2 separate regions of the Capsicum annuum genome follow, and region 1 is linked to region 2. Evidence: chromatin contacts called from public Hi-C data. All regions are on one chromosome and are shown on one strand. Each heading gives the region's core, a stretch centred on a gene start, on an enhancer-like site or on the middle of the called end of the contact. The rest is flanking DNA. Distances are from core to core; before and after follow the strand shown.

What was found. A called contact is a pair of places that touch in the nucleus more often than the background predicts.
Region 1: a Hi-C map of leaf shows a contact between it and region 2, with 2.2 times the contacts expected there. The contact joins the enhancer-like site here to the promoter of LOC107842838 in region 2. A contact is called at or near these places in 2 of 5 Hi-C or Micro-C datasets (leaf and placenta).

What each region holds. Positions count from the first base shown.
Region 1 is chr9:39,186,529-39,191,947 of UCD10Xv1.1, forward strand. No RefSeq gene overlaps it. Among protein-coding and RNA genes, the nearest start is that of LOC107842838, 33 kb to the left of the region's middle. Within about 2 kb of position 2,298, at least 5 of the 5 cell types and tissues checked have an H3K27ac peak or open chromatin away from gene starts, as enhancers often do. A contact at or near this core is called in leaf, where this site is marked.
Region 2 is chr9:39,151,620-39,157,810 of UCD10Xv1.1, forward strand. LOC107842838 (CASP-like protein 5B2) reads right to left here and starts at 4,237. Exons shown (of 3, transcript XM_016686868.2): 1 at 3,464-4,237; 2 at 1,086-1,218. The coding sequence starts at 3,594.

The DNA of each region.
Region 1 (5,419 bases), core at 1,048-3,547, 33 kb after region 2:
TTAGCCGCTTCAAAGATGGGATTTTAGCTCATTCTTCTCCTTTCGTCTCTTTATATCCATATGCCATATGATCGACTTTCTGAGTTAACTCGATAGAGATGGTGAGCCCCAATGGCCCATGAAGAAATGCGAGGAGAAGTTGAGTCCATGGACTCAAGGTAAATGGTACATGTAAAGAAAAAGGGTAAAAATTAGAACCTGATAAAAGAGAAACTTATGCTACTTGTGTTGAACAAAAAATACAAAATTATCTAAGGTGCTTCACAAAACAAGACATCTTAAGGAAAATACAAGAAAATAAAGTTTGTGCATTGTTTCACCCTCTTTGACAAATTAAAGCCCGGAAGTTCTTTAGAGGGATCCTCAACTTCACATAAAGATGAACTTAGGAGCAAACTTGTCATGATCTTTTACCACAAATAAGTTAAGTTTAAGATAGAAATAGACACATTCCAACAACTCAAACCATCTTAATCGAAGCAAGACAACAATTCAGACATGAGACGTGATCCATTTGATTTCCTAATGATGTATTCATGAACATACACATATAAAAGAGTTTACGCACGTAGAGAAATAATCCCAATCATCAACATGACCAACATATCAAAGGAAAAACATATAATAAAAACAAAAAGCACACTGCTTTGACTCATTTTTTTGTCTTACCCTTCTAATTCAACACACAAAGGAGACAAATAACATATCCATCTTTAAGGGAACTTGCAACTAAAAAAAAGACAACATCCATAAAGAAACATAATTCTTATCCTCTTCTTGACAAATCTACGAGGATTTTCTTCAAGAGGGTCATAGAGGATTTTTGAGATGAGAATTTCTCTGCTTATGAGCTAACCCCTTTGTTTCCTTTTGATATTTAGAGATAAGGATTGTTCCGTTGTGCAAAAAAAAAAGAGACAAGGAAACCAAGATGACTTCTTAAATGCTGAAAAGGAACATGGGAGCCTAAGTGAATAATAGGTACATGGAGAAAAAGAGAAAAAACTAGGACCCATAATCCATCACTTAGCAAAGAATAGTTCAAGTAAGATTCTAAGCTAGCCTAAGTGAACACATCAAGGAATGGAATAAGATACTTACTTAACATGATGGGCTTAACTAATAAGCAGTTTTCGCAGACAATTCAATAAGAATGCAGATTCAAAATATGAACTTTAGGATCAACATACCATATCCATTTTCGTATAGATTGGGATTCATATTATCTAAGTAACAAAGAGGAAAAGGAAATCCTAAATTCAATAGTAGCAAAACTAGCACGACATATATATGGCTAATAATGAAACAAAATATGGGATGAAAATAGACTAAACAACACAACTACGATCATCGTAATCACATCCTACGGCCATTGAGGCCTTCTACAATGAACTTCCCAGCAAACAACATTTATAACTATAAAATTATAAATAAAATCATATTCTACGACCATTGCAACCTTCCACAGTGAATTCCCAGCAAAATAATATTTATGACTATGAAATTGTAACGGAAGAGATGAAGAAGAAAACAGTCACAAGATTAAAATGGGAAGATAGGTTCACCTCTTTTAGGGCAGCAAAATGGAACCTCGAGCTTAGTTAGAATGCGACCCCCACCGAGAAACGTCATTATCAACTCGGAATCTTCGATTAGATGATGAATTTCACGAAACAACATTTTTTACTCAAGAAAATAGACTATCTTATTTGCTCCAAGGGGTTTTTCCCTTTTCAAGACTTTCGAGCCCCCCTTTTAGCTCAACCTAGAGCTTTTTAAAATAGTACCACAGAATCCCCTTTTTGAGTCTCAATCAATGTGGGAAAATTAGATCGGGGGTAATTTGGGAATTTAAATAAGATCAATATAAATTTTGAAAAGAAGATAGGATTATGAGTTGGATTTTTATACAAGTTCATACTAACTCATCCAAAAATCCAAAATTTGAACGTGGGGGGTGAGGGGGGGAGCCACCTCGGTATATTCTAGAAGGTTCTTGGCTTTTTGTATGAACCCCACATAGATGCATTTGGGGAAAGGTCGGGTCAGGGCTTCGCCAGGTTGGATTGGCTGGTAGAATCAGGTTTTTGTTAGGTCAGGTTTGGGTCACGATGGTTGCTGAAGTTGTATGCGATGTTGGGTCGGGTTTCATCAGATTTTATAGGTTATTTATGGTGTCAGTTTGATTGTTTGTTGAATATTGTTGGCTGTAGTTAAAGTTGTATACTGCTGTTGCTATTAATGTTTTACGCTGAATCTGAACTGTTGATGGGTAAAGAAGAAAAGAATATGGGCCGGGTTGTGCTTGTTTGTTGGGCCATTCGGTTAAGTTGTTGTGCAATTGGGTTGTGGCAGCTTAATAGTATTAGACTGCTGAATTAAAGGGTGTAAAATGGGCCCAGATCGCTGGTGGGTTGTTTGGTTTAAACCAGATGGGTCATAAGGTTGTTAAAAATTTGGGGGTTATTTAAAACATAACCCCCAACTAAAATTAGGGATTTAGCTAAATTTGATTAATATTTTGGTCAAATTAAAAATTAAATTGGCCCATTAAATAGCTAATGTGGCCAATTTAATTTCAATTATGGTCAAATTTAATAAATTGACTAAATCGAATCGAAACCCGATACAGATTAATACTTTGTTTAATCCTGAGCTTCTTGACATTAATAAAATCAAACATATATTTATTCAAATAAATTATTTTTGAGAATCAATTATGTTTATATCAAGACTTTATCCATTCAAATTAATTTTCAAGATAGGCCTTGATTGAAATCCGATATTTTGTAAACTAAATATTTAAGTAACCAAATTATATAATCTCGTATAATTGAATACGATAATATATAATCTCTACTTAAAATGATAAATTTACCCAAATAAATACTTTTAAAAGCTTTTATTCAGATAAAATAGATGTTATGATTTTGATCAAAAATTGAAGAAAATCAAGCATAAACTTAGTTATGGAGGGAAAAAATAAGGTGTCAACAACTGCCCTTCACTTTGGGTAGGGTGGATGCAAGTAACCCTGGGCAAAGGGAGGTTGATGTTCTTAATTTTTTGTCCGACCACAAATTCGAATTTGAAATAGGTTGGCTTTCATACGAGTTTCATAGAGTTATGGTCGGACCTCAGTATCTGGTTTCCTACATATCTCAGGTTGCATGGTAATTTAGGCCACTTGCAGTTCGTAAAGCTTGATTTAAAGCACGATTTTTCAAAAGTTCACAAGCTACTTCAGTTTTGGAGTTTTGGAGTTTTTGATAGAACTAAAAAGCTGGAGAATAAAGGGATTTGGGGGATGTTGGAATGTAGTCGAGTTTTCAAAATAGAGCCCAACCTACATATCTCTGAGACTCAGAGAATCAGACTGCTTATAGTTTGACTCGATCGGTAGAAAAGATAGTCTTTTATTTTAGACGATCTTTGATTCAGGATGAGTGACAAGTTGTTCGAGTTATGAAAAGGAGGCTTGTAACCTCTTAACAATGAATGTGGGATCCTTCACATCCATAGTCAAGAACTTACCTGGACATAATTTCTAAAACTCTAGGTGTCGTATCACTCGAATTTAATAGAAAGAGAAATTTACCCTCGACATGAGTTTAGAAATATCCCGAAGGTGAAGCTGAAACCAGATTATCCCAAAATACGCACATTCCTTTTAACAGGGGTGTGGTTGGATGGTGGTGGTGATCATCCTTTAGCTCACGTCCAGAGAGTCTGACGTCCCTCTCTAGACTATATCCTATTTTGCTGCTAAGAAAGAGTTCCACATTGTGATGCATCCTATCTGGAGTCGTCCGCACCTATGGTTTTGATTTGAGATTTGCATCCTCTTCGATTCTCTCGAAAATATCTCAAACAAAAATCATTAGTACTAAACATAATTCATGAAAGAGGTATATAGTCTTTACCATATCTCCACATGAGTTTTTGCCTAAAGACGAAGTCATCCTTTCATGTACCTGTTTGGAAGGAAAAAACTTGAAGCAAAAAATACAACAACCCTCTTGGTTGTTGAATAATTAGCTCATTTGTCAGTGAATATGTCTTCAGAGATGGGTGGCCCCTTTTGGACACCGACAATATTTTACGTAGAACTGTCCCTGTAGCCGTGTAATTTTATGCTGATACGAAAACCTTTTGGTCACCTATAACGCTTGTTGTATGATAACCTCTCTGGTTATTGTCAATGGTTCTTTGTATATGATCTCGGGTAAGTCTTGCACATATTTTGTACCGATACGACTTATTGATTTCCCTTGAATTGACAATCTTTGGATAATCTCTCACATTATTTGATGTTAGATACGACGTGACTATAGATATCCTTTGAATTTCTAGCCTTTAGGTAATCCTGTACATTATCCGACCTTAGATAAGAGATGTCTTATAGATATCCCTCTAATTGGTAGCTCTCAGGTATTTCTGCACATCTTTCGACCTTGGATACAATATGACTTATAGATATCTCTCAAATTGCTAGTCTTTGGGTAATCCTGGACATAATCAATCTTGGATATGACGCGGTTTATAGAGAACCCTTAGAATTATCAATTTGATCATCTCACATATTTCTCAGTAAGGTTTAGTTGTGACTTATGATAACCTTCGGACTATCAATTTTTGGGTAACCTTGCACACTATCTGGTTAGGATATTATTGCGGCTTACGAATGACCTATGGGCTATCAACTCATAGGTAATATTGCACACTATCCTATTTCAAATAATATGATCTATAGAGACCCTTAAATTATCAATTTTTAGGAAATCTCATATATCACTCGTCTTTATATAGCGACTTAAAGGCGTCCCTTCAAATCGCGTGCTCTTGATGCATTTGGATACTAATTCATAAAATGATGAGATATCCTCAACGCCAGCATTTTTGTCTTACGTGTCAACATATTTTAAATACTGATGATATCCTCGATTCCAACATTTGTGTCTCGTATGTTAACAGATTTGAATGCTGATGATATACTCGATGCCAGCATTTGTGTTCGCGTGTTAACAGTTATTTGAATGCTGATGATATCCTCAACACCAGTGTTTGTGTCTCACGTGTCAATAAATATTTAAATGCTGATGATATCCTCGATACCAACATTTGTGTATTATGTTTCAATAGATATTAAATGCTGATGATGTCCTCGATGCCAGCATTTGTGTCTCGCATGTCAATATATATTAGATGTTGATGATATCCTCAACGCCAGTGTTTGTGTCTCGCGTGTCAATAGATATTAAATATTGATGATAGCCTCAACGCCAGTGCTTATGTTTTGCGTGTCAATAGATATTAAATACTGATGATATCCTCGACGCCATAGTTTGTGTCTTGCGTGTCGACAGATATTAGATGCTAATGATATCCTCGATGGCAGCGTTTGTGTCTTATGTATCAA
Region 2 (6,191 bases), core at 2,987-5,486:
GAAGAGAATTCATATAATCACAAGAAAATTGTATGGGAATTTACTCACATGTCAAATCAACAAAAATTAGAATTTCTCATGATGAGTTCCAGAATCGTAGCCATAACATTGTATAAGATATTTTACTCGTCTAGCAGCTCTTATTCAACACTTGGGAAAAGAAGAAAGTTGAAACGGGCAGGATTATGGTAAAGAAGTAAATAAAAGTGAGGATCCCATAACATTATCAGATCATGTAAATTGGACACATCCTCCAGGTACAAAAATGCTGTCTTTAATGAAATGTGAGAATGCTGCATAGAGCTCACATCATAAGATAGACAATGCTGCTGACATATCTGGTCAATCTTTGATAATTACAAGTGCAAGACAAGAATCAAAGTATAGTTCCCTGGCGCTTCATGGCACTTGTAGTCCTCAAAGTGCGGGCACAATAAATTGTTTTCAGTGTCCAAAACCAAAAACACCCTAATCTGAATTTCGATTGAGATAACAGCTATGACATGCAAGAGAGCAAAGAAACAGTACATTCAAATACGTATGGCTCATAAATAACCGATGATAAGGGTGCAGAAGGTGGAGCACCTTTATGATGCAAAGGGAGGTCAAATCATTTAGCAACTTAGTAAAAGTTGTGACATGGATGCAAGTACTTAGCTTATTGAGACGAAACAAAATCAGGGGGATTTATGTGCACGAAAGCTGCCAGCATTACAGTGGCAGAGCCAAGAATTTGCCAATGGGTGCCCAAAAGTTTCTTATCAATTGTGTTAAAGAGTTAAGAGTGTGCAAAATAGAATATACACTCATAATAGCTAATATTTTGCCTCTACACACCACAAAATTTTCCAGCGAAGGGTGTGCACCGGACCACCTTTCACCTAAAGTGGCTCGCCCATGCCTGTATATGTCATGGCTGAATACTTTAAGCACATTGCATAAGACAGGAAGAGAAAGCAAACTGATAAGTACATACCCAGTCTCCAACAACAAAAAGGCTAACTAAGACTGGATTTTGAAGATCCTGTTTTATCCTCAAAGGCCAAAGCATACACATCAAGACATGCAAACTGATAAGTACATACCCAGTCTCCAACAACAAAAAGGCTAACTAAGACTGGATTTTGAAGATCCTGTTTTATCCTCAAAGAATACACATCAAGACATGCAAGTCCAAAGCTCCACAATACTTGAAGCCCCATTGATGCAATTAAATAGCTGCAAGATATCAAATATTCAATAAGATCTCAATGATAAGGGACAAGACAAGTTACATCAAGTAAATGGGCATAGTGGTCTCCTACAATAGGAGGTCCATGGCCATTAGAAGGATCCATCATACTGAAAAACTTGGTAATAATAACCGTGAACAGATATCGAGTAGTTGCAAAACTTGGTATGAAACAATCAATACACAAAGGTCAGTTTGGAGATTGATTTGACAGAGAAATTAAAAATGTTCAAAGATTGAGGATTGGAAAATGAAGTGTTTTAAATCTTCATTAGATATAAATCCAAAATAAAGGCCAAAATCAACTGTTCATTGAGTTGGTGTTCCGCATCCAAAGTTTTTGAGCTATACCAAAATAGGTGCAAAGAATTTAAGCTTATGAATATAAAGTAGGTAGGATCAAGTCCTTCCATCAAAATTGGCCCAAGAGTTCAAACTTATCTGGACTCGTAGTTCCATTAACTGACTCGGCATCCAGATGCTACCCGACATGCATTCCCACATAAAATACGTGAATCTTTTCAGATCAACCAGGAGAATGTGCATAACTGAAATTAACAGAATGAAGATGCGGAAGCCCCTGCTTGTCAAGTGTCTTTTCAAGTAGATAAAATTTCTTAATATATATTGATGGTGGCTTCATGTAATTGTAAAATCAAGAACTACGGACCACTCATATGGAACCATACGTGAAGGCCTCTAATCAAGTAATGTTCATGCAAGATAAATTCACATCTTTACCGGCTTCTTGTGTAATGAAGAAGCACGTTTCGAACTGTAAACTTCAACAGCCATAGGGTAGCAAAGTTAATTAATCCTCCTTTAAATAATACTGTCAGATAGATCACAAATTAGACGCAAGCCATAAAATATTCATAACAAGCTTTAAGTTAATGGCTACTGGCTAGAACACATTTTAGGATTTAATAGTTGTGTTTCTAAATCTGTTTTCAGCTCTCCCCTTTGAGAATAAATGGACATTCCACACCACTTGATAAAAGATTTACTATTGTAATAACTTTTTCCCATGCTTAACTAGCATAGTCGACTAGTGCATGCCAGAACCAACATGAGTTATGGCGGGATGGTTGGGATCTCTCCACCCTTAACCAGAGCTATCGGGTTCGAGCCCCTGCGAATGGTAAAATATCATGTTGGGGAGCGCCACCCTCAGAAATGACCCGATGTGCGAATAGTCGACCCCCAGTATGGACACTAGACACAGGGTGGGAAACCTAAAAAACTAATGCATGCCAGAAATCCAATTGCTGAACAATCAACTAGTTTTGCCCCATTTCCCCATTTGCCTCTCGTACTTTCTTCCATAACCTATTTAAGTGTCATACAACAACAAAGCTAGTGTAATTCTACAAGTGGGGTCTGGGGAGGATATTGTGCGGGCAGCCTTTACTCCTACCTTGAGAAGGTAGAGAGGTTGTTTCTGATAGAATATGGGAACAAGGACAGTTTTTGAAGTTCATCACAATTAGTTGGAGAAACCCTTGGTTAGGTGGTAGATTGATTTGATTATGCAGCATACACCAGCTAAATTTTCCAAAAATGAAATCACTTAGCCTAAAGGACTTATACAATGGAACAGAAATCCATTTATAGGAAAATCCCAATTGACCTAAAGATAACTAGCAGAACCAAAGGAAAGAGCCAAATGCTATTGTCATAAAGTCATCAAAAGGGGAAAAACTTACTAACCTGAAAAACATAAAAAACAAAACAATTACAAAAAGATGCATCCAAGGGTGTGGGTTGTGGCCTAGTGATCAATGAAATGGATTGCGAACTAAGAGGTCTCATATCAAATCCCGGCTGACAAAAAAAAATAGGTGATTTCTTCCCATCAGTCCTACCCTTGGTAGACCCTTGGTAGACAGAGTCACTTGGAACCAGCTGCTAGTGTTGCGCGAAAGCTGGTCTGAACTCCGTGGTTATCAGAGAAAACAATTACAAAATGATACATCCAAGGATGTGACCTAATAGGTTGAGAACCAAGAGGTTCTCAGGTTCAAATTTCAATAGAGACAAAAACAATACGAAGTAATTTCTTTCCAACTGGGATGTGGCAGGTATATGGTGAAATTAGTCCGGTGTGCAAAAATTGACTCGGACACCGTAGTTATCAAAAAACAAATAATTACATAAAGATGCAGCAATAAAACATGCAAATGAACATTGGAAGCATTAATTCATCCAAAGAAAAAAGGAAGAAAAACATACCAAAAAGCAGTGTAATTAGAGAAGCCAGAAGCAGAAACCATGACAGCAATTGATCCAACTGCAAATAAACATTGTCCAAGTCTCAATAACAATCCACTCACACTTCCTGGACTACCCATCACCTCTTTCATCCTCCTCCAACAAAATTTTTTGTGCTCCAAAACGGACCCTCTTTTTGCAAGAAAACTAAAAGGGCCCTCTTAAGATCCCTGTATTATTGTTCATTTTAGTATCCCCAAGTGACCAAAATTGTTAAGCATAGATCTTTGCATCTTATGTCAGATTGGATGTGAAGAATAAGATGTTCAGATCAAATTTTCAAAGACGGTAAAATACAAGTTAACCGTTGAGCTGATTAAGGCAAATATAATATACTCCCTCTCTTCTACTAGTTAGTTTAACATATCACAGCTAAGCACCGTTTGACCATAAAAATAAAAAATATATTTACTTTATTTTTTAAATTAAAATTAGGGTTGAAGTTGTGTTTGGGCATAGTATTTTAGAAATAAAGTATTTCTGATATTAAAATATATATAAAAAAAGAAGTAAACTTAATATTTGACTTTTTGCGAGAGAAGTAAAATAAAATTAAGTTTAAAATATTTTTAATTTTCAAATGTTATTTTAAATTATATTTGAAATTTTTATGATCAAATATTGTAATTTTTATTAAAATAAAATAATTTTTGAAAAAATGATAAAAATTTCGCAAGGCCAAACACGCTTATTTGGCGCTACAAGGTAATAGCATGCGAAGAGAATTGGTATAACGGCCTAACGGGACGGGAAGGTTGTGCAATTATATACTCATTGTGATGGCAGTCGCGGGGACAATCCTGCGTGGACTTTGCGTTTATGCTATTTGTGTCCAATTTTAACTCTTCTTTTGTTTGTTACTATCTTCTTGGATCTGTCCACATTATAGAATCTTAGGAAAATTTGGACATGATCTTGCCACCCAGGTATGAATCTGTTTGGAACATATTTTAAAGTGATTAATAATAATTTGCAATTACAATAAAATATAAATAAATAAGAATTTTATTGCTAAAAAATATGAGTACAATTCGTTTTATCTGTTGATTTTCTTCCTAGATAATCTTCGTAATTCGAGCATGATTAATAGTGTAATTTGAAGATTTGAATTGAATATAAATTTTCTCCGTAATTCGAGAATCGTTAGCCGTGTATTTCTTGGACATACAAATATTTAAATTTGATCTCCATGAAAGGAGATTTTTATAGATTTTCTTGAAGTATTTGATTGTCAAGAAGAGAGAGTTTGATCTTATTTTGTAAATATTCCATGAATTTATGGAATTTTGAAGATTACTCTTCAAGGAAATATGTTACCTTTTAAATAAGCATGATTTAGAGTTTAGGATCGAGTAATCTCCACGTTAGTTTTAGGGTAATGTAGCCTTCAAGAACTACACCAAAATTGAAATTCGTCTTGTAAAGTCCCACAAAATTTCAATGGCTATAAATGCCTCCTTCTTTAAGAATTGTTAGTGTAGACTTAATGAAAACAAGTTTTAAAGTACTCTTCCATTTCTATAAATTTGTGGCTCTCGATTTGCAAATCTAATTTATGAGAGAAGAGATGAAGAACAAATTTGATTCCACTAGGCGTGTCAATTTGTTTGCAACAAATTTTAAAGCGATTAGTAGTAATTTACAATCACAATAAAATATGAACAAACAAAAATACTTTATTCATAAACATTGTGAGTACAACTCTATTTGTTTTCTTGATTCTTCTCTCTTGATTTTTCTCTGTCATGTGAGGATCGTTACTGACATATTTCTCAAAAGCGTAGGAAGTGCTCTATGAAAAGAGCATTTGAATATCTTATTAAAGTATTTCATTATAAAGAAAAGAGGATTTTGATCTCTTTTCGTGAATATTTCATGAGTTTATGAAATTTTTGAGATGCATTTTCAAGAAAATATATTACCCTTTAAATAAGTTTAATTTAGGTTTAGGGTAGAGTAACTCTCAAGTTAGGTTTAGGGTAAAGTATCCTTCAAGAATTCTAACAGAAATTGAATTCATCTTGTAGAATTTTATAAAATTTAGATGTCTAATGCCCCTTACTTAAAAGTTTATCGGAGTGTAAACTTGATGAAACTCAAATACGAGTCTTGAAGTATTCTTCCATCCTTATAATTTTATGGCTCCGGATTTGCACATATAATTTGTAAGAGGAGATAAAGGACAATTTGGTCCTATTGGGCATGTCAATTTGTTTACAGCAAATTTTAATTTATGAAAAATAAACAATCACAAAACAAAATGAAGAAACAAAAAATATTTATTCATAAACATTATGAGTACAATTTTGTTTGTTTCCTTGATTCTTCTCTCTTGATTTTCCGTAATTCAAGGGCCGTTAGTAGCGTATTTCTCCAGATTAGGAAGGTCTCCATAAAATGAGGATTTGAATATCTTATTAAAGTATTTGATTATCAAGAAGAGAGGGGTTTGATCTCTTTTGTGAATATTCCATGACTTTATGAAATTTTTGAGATGCATGGAATATATTAGCCTTCAAAGAGGTGTGACGTAGGTTTCGGGTAGAGTAGACTCCAAGTTAGGTTTACGGTAATGTAGTCTCTAAGAGTTTCACAAAATTTTGATGTCTACAGAATCTTATGGAGTTTGTAAGTAGTAACACCTTGTTTGCATGGTAGTCAAATTTCGGGGTCATTTGATTGAGAAATA